Linked DNA regions of Mus musculus: region 1 is linked to region 2. Evidence: chromatin contacts called from public HiChIP or PLAC-seq data. All regions are on one chromosome and are shown on one strand. Each heading gives the region's core, a stretch centred on a gene start, on an enhancer-like site or on the middle of the called end of the contact. The rest is flanking DNA. Distances are from core to core; before and after follow the strand shown. Region 1 holds the start of Brdt (bromodomain, testis-specific). Region 2 holds the start of Tgfbr3 (transforming growth factor, beta receptor III).

Evidence for each region. HiChIP or PLAC-seq counts read pairs in DNA pulled down with a chosen protein or histone mark.
Region 1: a CTCF HiChIP or PLAC-seq map of the NIH/3T3 cell line shows a contact between it and region 2, with 15 read pairs. The contact joins the promoter of Brdt here to the promoter of Tgfbr3 in region 2. A contact is called at or near these places in 2 of 39 promoter capture datasets (cranial neural crest and stem cell-derived epiblast-like cells), 2 of 15 datasets of contacts at CTCF or cohesin (the NIH/3T3 cell line and large pre-B cells), 15 of 484 Hi-C or Micro-C datasets (the C3H10T1/2 cell line, the HL-1 cell line, adipose-derived mesenchymal stem cells and 10 more), 5 of 115 datasets of contacts at active chromatin or transcription factors (T-cell acute lymphoblastic leukemia, double positive thymocytes, embryonic limb bud and 1 more) and 3 of 9 other capture datasets (adipose tissue, liver and pancreatic islet).

Annotation. Positions count from the first base shown.
Region 1 is chr5:107,329,496-107,333,068 of GRCm38.p6, reverse strand. Brdt (bromodomain, testis-specific) reads right to left here and starts at 1,875. Exons shown (of 19, transcript NM_054054.2): 1 at 1,762-1,875.
Region 2 is chr5:107,287,759-107,291,558 of GRCm38.p6, reverse strand. It overlaps Tgfbr3 (transforming growth factor, beta receptor III), which reads left to right and starts at 1,930. Exons shown (of 17, transcript NM_011578.4): 1 at 1,930-2,304.

The DNA of each region.
Region 1 (3,573 bases), core at 626-3,125, 42 kb before region 2:
TTCTATTTGTTCATCTATTAAATATGTGTAAAGCACTTAGAAGGATGTCAAGCCCAGCGTTACAGCTGAGGTTGGAGACTTCTTTCAGGTCCTTGTGAACAGGTGATTATCACTTGACAAACATAAGTAGTGCTTTGACAGTAAAAACGGGGCATTGGGGGACCAGAGAGGAAAGAGAGGCGTCAGTCACCTCCTTCCTGACAGTGTCTGCTGTGCGAACTTTTCTTTCTAGTCCCATTCTTAATCCCCCCTCCCTCTTTTTCCTCTCCCTGTTTTCCTTCCTTCCTTCCTTCCTTCATGTCTCTCTCAGTCTTTCTCCCCAACTCCCTTTCTTATGTAACCCAGGCTGGCCTCAAACTCACTCTGTAGCCAAGGATGACCTAGGATTCCTGGTCCTCCTACCTGGACCTCCCAAGTGTTGAGATTATAGGCGTTGGGTACCATGCCTGCCCATCCCCCCTTAACTCCATCTACACCTTTGCTTTATGCCAACCTCAGTCACCCCAAGACCTCAAGATAGATAGTAAGTGCTTTTTTGTACAGACTACTATCCTCTGTCCTACACACCACCAGGTTCTGTTTCACTGCTTGTCACCCCCCCCCTCCCCCAATATAAGCTCATGCAACACAGTGATGTTCCCAGTTTTTCATTCAAGCACTTGTTTAAGACCAAACTTTTCAACAGCCTGGCCTTTAGGACATATCGATCCTTTAATAAACTGTCACCTTACTCACTGTGAGACTTAGCTCTTGCTATTCCATCAACCCAACATTATAGCAGCCACTCACAAATGAGCAATTCTGGGTTAGAGATATGTCTCAGTGGTTAGAAGTGCTTATAGGACAATCCTGTGGACCAGCAGGCCAGAGAGCCGTGCATACCCAGCTCCCACATAACAGGCATACACATACACACACACACACATTTTCTTTTAAAACTTAGAAAATCTTGCCAGGTGTTGTGATAAACATCTATAATCCCCACACTACTGAGGCGGAGGCAGACAAGGCCAGTCTGGACTACCGAGCCAAACAATTATGCCCGGCTCCATCCACCTCACTCTATGTATTGACTTCTGAATCACTTCTACACCAGAACTGCCGTTATCACTCTTAAATCCAGCTTCCATCTGCTCCTGGAGATCGGGCTGTCTTTTGTGAGCCACCTCCCTCGTTCCTTCCCACATACCTGCTCCTTCCCGTGGGTCCATAGGCACTCTTGTCCATGCACAAGGCCAGTGCCCGGAGGTGGGGCACACTCTAACCCACAGCACACAGCAGAAGGTTTGGTATATTCCAAGGCGCTCCATAAGAGTAGGAGACTGAATCAAGGACCAGGATTTTCCTGTCCTCGATATCCACAAACAGAACAGACACAACAAAGGCGCTTTAAATATTCTCCGGCCTCTCAAAACTACAGTACAGAAAATGGCCCGACACTCCAACCACAAAGAAAACCGTTATACCCTGGACTTTGTGCCAACCTCCTTCCAAGCCTTGGGTAGGAAGGCTAAGTACTAGAAGCAGAAAAAAAGGGGAGAAAGTGGGACCACAAGTTCGCAGCTGGTCAAGACCAAAGGAAGGCAGCTCCCAGCTCACCAGGGCTTCAGGCGTCACGCACTCGGTTGGGCAATGGCCTCCCAACTGCCCTCCTTGAGGCCCAGCGCTCATGGGGGAGGGGAGAGGCAAAAAACCGTTATTCTCACCCAAAGAGCCGCCTGGGGCGGCCCCAGGGCCGAGCCTCTGTAGCAATGGTAGTACCTCTTAGGAAAGGGCCTTATCCGATCACCCTTTCAGTTTGCACTAGATGAAGCAGTGCAGGACCGTCGCTCCCGGTTCTCCACCGGTGGCCGCCAGCTCTCGCCCGGATGGCGGCTGTCAGCAGCCAGCGACTGGCGCCTTTATGGGACTCACCCGCGAGCAGCCTGCTGATTGGCCAGGGTCTGCCACGTGACTGTGCCTGCGCCTCAAACCGCGCGGAGGTGTGAGTCAGGTCTGTGGCGGCTGAGGCTTTGAAGTTAGGCTGCGTGGGCTGGGCGTATTCGCTCCGTGCCGCCACTCCCTAGGAGGGCGTGGGCCTGCAAGCACAGTGGAGCTGTGAGAATTTTACTGTTTGCTTGCTTGGTTGGTTTAGGTTTTGCAATTATTATTTACTTGTTCTTTTATCTGGAGGTGGTCTCGGGTAGCCTTCCGTGACCTGGAGTGATCCTGGGATGGGCTTGAAGGACCTGTACTCCAGGCCAAGGACTTTCCTGTGTTTTGTTTTCCAAACAAGGAGAGTGGCGTTACTATGTTTTTTATTCTGTATGCTTTCCATGAAGAGGACTACCTCCAAGAGTCAGTTCTCACTTTCCAACCATGTGGATCCCAAGGATAGCCACTCTGGTCATAGGTGCGGCCGGCACCTTTAACCCATGAGCCATCTCCTTGGTCCAAGAGGTTTGCTTTTGAAGCCACTTTCTCATCATGGTCTGACCCTGTGCTGTTACTTTGGGTGTTCCTGAGTTTAATCTGGTGACATTTGTCTTTTGTTTCAGACTTCTGTATAGCTCTGGTCTCTAGTCTCAAATCGATAATAGATACTTAATGTATTGTTTTGTTCTTTTGGTTTTTTGAGACAGGGTTTCTCTATGTAGTTCTGACTTTTCGGGGCTATGCTAACTTGTTAACTCACACAAATCTGCCTGCCTCTGCCCTCTGCATGCTGGGGTTAAACTGGGGTTAAAGGCGGGGACCGCCACACCCGGGATACTCACTGTTTTTTTGTTGTTTTTTTTTTTAAGTAATCCTGCTGGGCGAGGTGGCGCACACCTTTAATCCCAGCACTTGGGAGGCAGAGGCAGGCGTATTTCTGAGTTCCAGGACAGCCAGGGCTTCACAGAGAAACCCTGTTCAAAAAACAAAACAAACAAACAAACAAAGTAACCCTTTTCACAGCTGCACAAAGTGATTAAGGATTTCGAGTTTTAGTAACTACCTCCAGATGTCTTGGGGCTTGTGGGCATTTAAATTTAGCGAGCCTAAGGGTATGTTTAGCATGATAGGTTTTTGTTTGTTTGTTTGTTTTAATCCTATCACAATGTCTCCATTTGTTGTTTTGAGACAGGTTTCACTGAAGCTCAGGCTGACCTTAAACTGGCTGTGTAGATCCAGCTAGCGTCTTGCCTGCCTGCTTCCTGAATGCTGGGATTAAAGGTGTTTACCTCAGGCCTACCTCCAAATTAGTAGTCCTAGATGCACCAAGGAGAAAGGAGAGAACAGCTGGGTTGCCTTAACTTGCCGAGAAAAAAAAACATCTGAGCATCATCAGTGGCTAAGCATTGTCTTCATCCCTGTGGAGAAAACACCTCAAGACTGTGCTCTCAAAGGAAGCAGGACAACCTCTCACTAGAAGCTATAGACCTCCACACATATAGCTGTCCCCTCAGAAGGCTCTTCTCCCCAAAACACAAAAAGTGGCTTACTTCAGACATAGAGTTAGAAAGTACTCCTTTTTCTTTTTCTCTTTTTTCTCTTTCTTTTTCTTTCTTTCTTTCTCTTTCTTTCTTTCTTTCTTTCTTCTCTTTCTTCTCT
Region 2 (3,800 bases), core at 681-3,180:
GGTGTACGTTTAAGGCAGTGAAAGGAACATTCCACTGAAGCAGACACAAGTGAGAGGATGTTCTGCTAAAGCAAGCACGTGAAAGGACATGTGATAAAAGATTCTTTGCTAGTGACAGACACATATATTGGTCCGCCTTCCATTGCATAGTTGAGCTCCATTTGTCAGGACTTCAAAGAGAGAAACACACCAAGAAACTTAGGTGGCGTGACACAGTTTCTTGTGGCTTCCATGGACTCGGGCTGATTGACAGAGTGATGTCAGCTGAGACAGACTCACGTGCTGAGGCAAGACCTGTGGGGAGGCAAGACCCGCAGAGGACATAAGGCGTTTGAAGGGTATAAGTAAAACTCCATGGACAGTAACAGAGTATAGCTAGGATTGTTTATAGAGCTAGCGGTGTAATGCTGGTCGGTTTGGAATCTTTGCTGATCTTCGCTTCTCAGAGGGGCATAGCTGAGAGCTTCTCCTGACATTCCTGTTGGTCCCTGCTGCTGCTGAGGCTGAGGCCTGGCTGTTTCTGCTACGTAGTGCCACCGCTGTTGATTTGTGTTGACTATCCTGACTCTACTGAACTTCATATATCTGTGAAGTGTTTGCGAGTGGATCCAACTGTCTCTTCAAACCTGTGAACTGAACTACAGATTTCCAGACAACACAGATGGGAGTTGCTCCAAAGAACCTTTCTAAACAGGTCTACTTCCCCATATCCTTTGGTTTTTCCTACTTCTCTGGAGGGTGGTGGGCAAGAAGGGAGGTTAAAGTGTTTAAGAAACATCATTAAAAATAGGCTTTAAAAACTTAAAATTACAAAAGTCTAGCTGGGCTACTCATTTGTGCAAAGGTTCCCTGACGATCCAGCAGCTGTCAAGACTGGAAACTTGTCTTTGAACCAGACACTTCAGTCACTCCATCTGTTGTGGCACCTGTAGAGTTTCCCGTGAAGTAACTGGTGACAGAATTCCATGGATAAAGGTGCTTGCTGCCAACCCTGAAGAAATGCACCAAAGATGGATTCTTGGGCCCTACTTGAGGAAAGGGAGAAAGTTGTCTTCTGACCTCTACTCTGGCCAAGGCTGGTTCTGAACTTGTGATTCTTCTGCCGTACTTGGTTGTATGTGGTGCTGGGGCTCAAACTCAGGGCTCTGTGTATGCTGGGCAAATACATTACTACCGAGCTATAGCCCCAATGGGCAATTCACCTTTTAATAGAAAGTGAAGCGTAAACAGTGCCAGATTTGTGTTGGTGACTGAAGTAGCTGCATTCAACTCTTGCAAAGCACATTCATGCAGGCAGGACCCTGTGTGCTCGCCTATCCTGTGTTCAGAGGGCCGCGGGGAAACCGTAGGAATGGAATTCAGCAGCTGGAGAAGGCACTTTAATTCAGCAGCTGGAGAAGGCACTTTGAGCTAGGCTGTAGAAAGTAAGAGACCCTGACCACACCACAAGAGCATATCTTTAGATAACCGAAACTGGAGAAAAACCAAACTGGGGCAGAATGAATGTGTGCATGGGGCTTCGATGTGGGAATGGGTTTCTCTGAGATTTTTTTTAAAGGAATTTTTATATCAACAACCAGGAATCCAATAAAACTATCTTCTCCTAAGGCCCTGGTAGTTTGAAGGATCTAGGGAAAGGCAGCGAGTCTTCGCAGTGCGCGCCACATCCCGGGTACTCCACACTTCTTCCAGGCCGGGGATGCCCAGCTGTCATCCCATCTCGGGCCGAACCCCCCCCCCCCCCCCCCACACACACACACACCCGACTTCCTTTCTATCCTTACAGCTCCAGCCTTCTCTGCCCGAAGGGAAGCACAGGCTGGAGCAAGCTCTCTAGGCTCATCCATCAGCAGTGGAGGAGGAGGAGAGGAGGGGCAGGAGGAGGAGTTTCTAGGCGGCCGAGCCCCCGAGGCCCGCGGTGCCCTTCCCCCCTTTCGCTGATTGCTGTGGCTGCGCGCCCGACCCCGCCCGCGCGTGTGCGCGGCCGAGTTAGGGCGCCGCACGGGCCTGATGGGGGTGATCCAGGCTTTCGGGGACGCCGAGCGCCACTTTCCTCCTCCCTGGCAGTGAGAGAGAGAGAGAGGTGGAGAGGGAGAAGCGGGCTGCTGTCCTTCCAGGCCACTTTCGCTGCGCGATTCCGCGAGCTCCCGGCAGGAGGTGAAAGTCCCCGGCGGGGTCCGGATGGCGCAGTTGAACTGCGGCTGCTGAGCTCGCGGCCGCCTGCGCGCGCTGGGCGCGGGGACTCGTCTGGGCTACTCCCCCACCTCGCGTTGGACGACCGGTCCTGGACACACCGCTTGCGAGGTACGTGCGGTTTGGCGCCCTATCAGAGGCTGTGCACGCTGCGTAGTGCGGGTCGGTGCCTGCTTTGCGGGGTTGCTCTGGCCATCCAGGACCCCGAGGCTGGGACCTGGCTTTGGTCCCGCAGGGTTGACGCTGAGCGGAACCGGGATCCGCTGCGGTCCCGGGTGGGCAGCGCCGGGGAGGAGTTCCCCACACCCGCTTTCGCTCTTCCTCTCCACGGTTTCCTAGTCCCGTGCGGGGCTGCAGGCCACTGCGCTCCTGGCGCGTGACAGCGTGGGTGGGCACTCGACCATGATGGGTAGCAGAGGCCGCGGCCGCGGGACTCGCGCGCCAACGCCAGTCCTGGGTCCCCGCTGGCCGCGCCCTGGCTCGGGGAGTCAGTCCCGAAAACGCTGTGAAGGACGCTCCCGGGTTAACCTTGTGGCGCTCCCGCTGATGGTAGAGGCTCCCTACGATTTGTGAACTTGGTTGGGACAAACTTGAAACTCTTGGATGTTGCTAGAGGAATCCGCTTGTAGAGTTGGGCTTATTGGGGCATTTGTCCCACCTTCCCGCACCGGATAGGAGTGCAGACAGCTGGAGTGACAAGCCGCAAGTATCACGGCTTAGGTGTTGGTGCAAACAGTTGCCCTACTCGCTAACCGTGAACTGGGAGGACACGGTCCCCCAAGGTGGCTGTGCGGTTTGGAGGAGTGCACAGATGTTTCTGACTGGGACCGTGCGGAGCGCAGCACAGGTGTTAGCGCCTCGTGCTGCGCCCTGCTGTGACAGGAGAGCCGCGAGGATAGGCATCCCGTGAGTGTCAGACTGAGATAAAGAACCAGCCAATTTAAAATTTCTTCTTTCTTCGAAGAAGTGAGCGGTTTGGGAGGGTACCAACACGCAAAAAAACCCATATCGGGATCCTTTAATATCCAGGGAATGGCCCTTTAGATTGTAGCGGGTAATTTTAGGGAGAGCTCAGCAGGTCCTTTTGGGGTACTAAAACGGGAATATATTGATCCCTCCCTGTATGTCAGTATCTCCAGCAACTCCAGCTAGTTCCTGTCAGGGCTTAAAGACTACGTCAACTCTGGTTCAAAGTGATTTTAGTGGACCCATTTTACAGATCATATATGCTAGACTCCAGCAGCTAGAGGCAAAGTTACTTGTCCAAGGTCACATAGAGCTTTCTGTTACTTTTAACCCAAGAGCTGCCTCGGTCAGTCATGGCGGAAAGTGTGGTAAGATCCATGGGCCCTAAGTCCTTGGCCCTCTGTTCTCACCCAGCTTCCTGTCTGAGTTGAATACATCTTTTGAAACACAGATACAAATTATCTGTGATTAATTTAGAGGATCATATACGTATGTACTTTGCAGGAGCCAGAATCCAGCTTCTCTGAGTCTGGGTCCAAATAATTATAAATAGAACTCTGACTCGTGTTAATTTCAATCTTTATTCTTCATTACTTTTATTAATCCACCAGACATTGTTGATCAAGGCCGCTTGGCTTCCT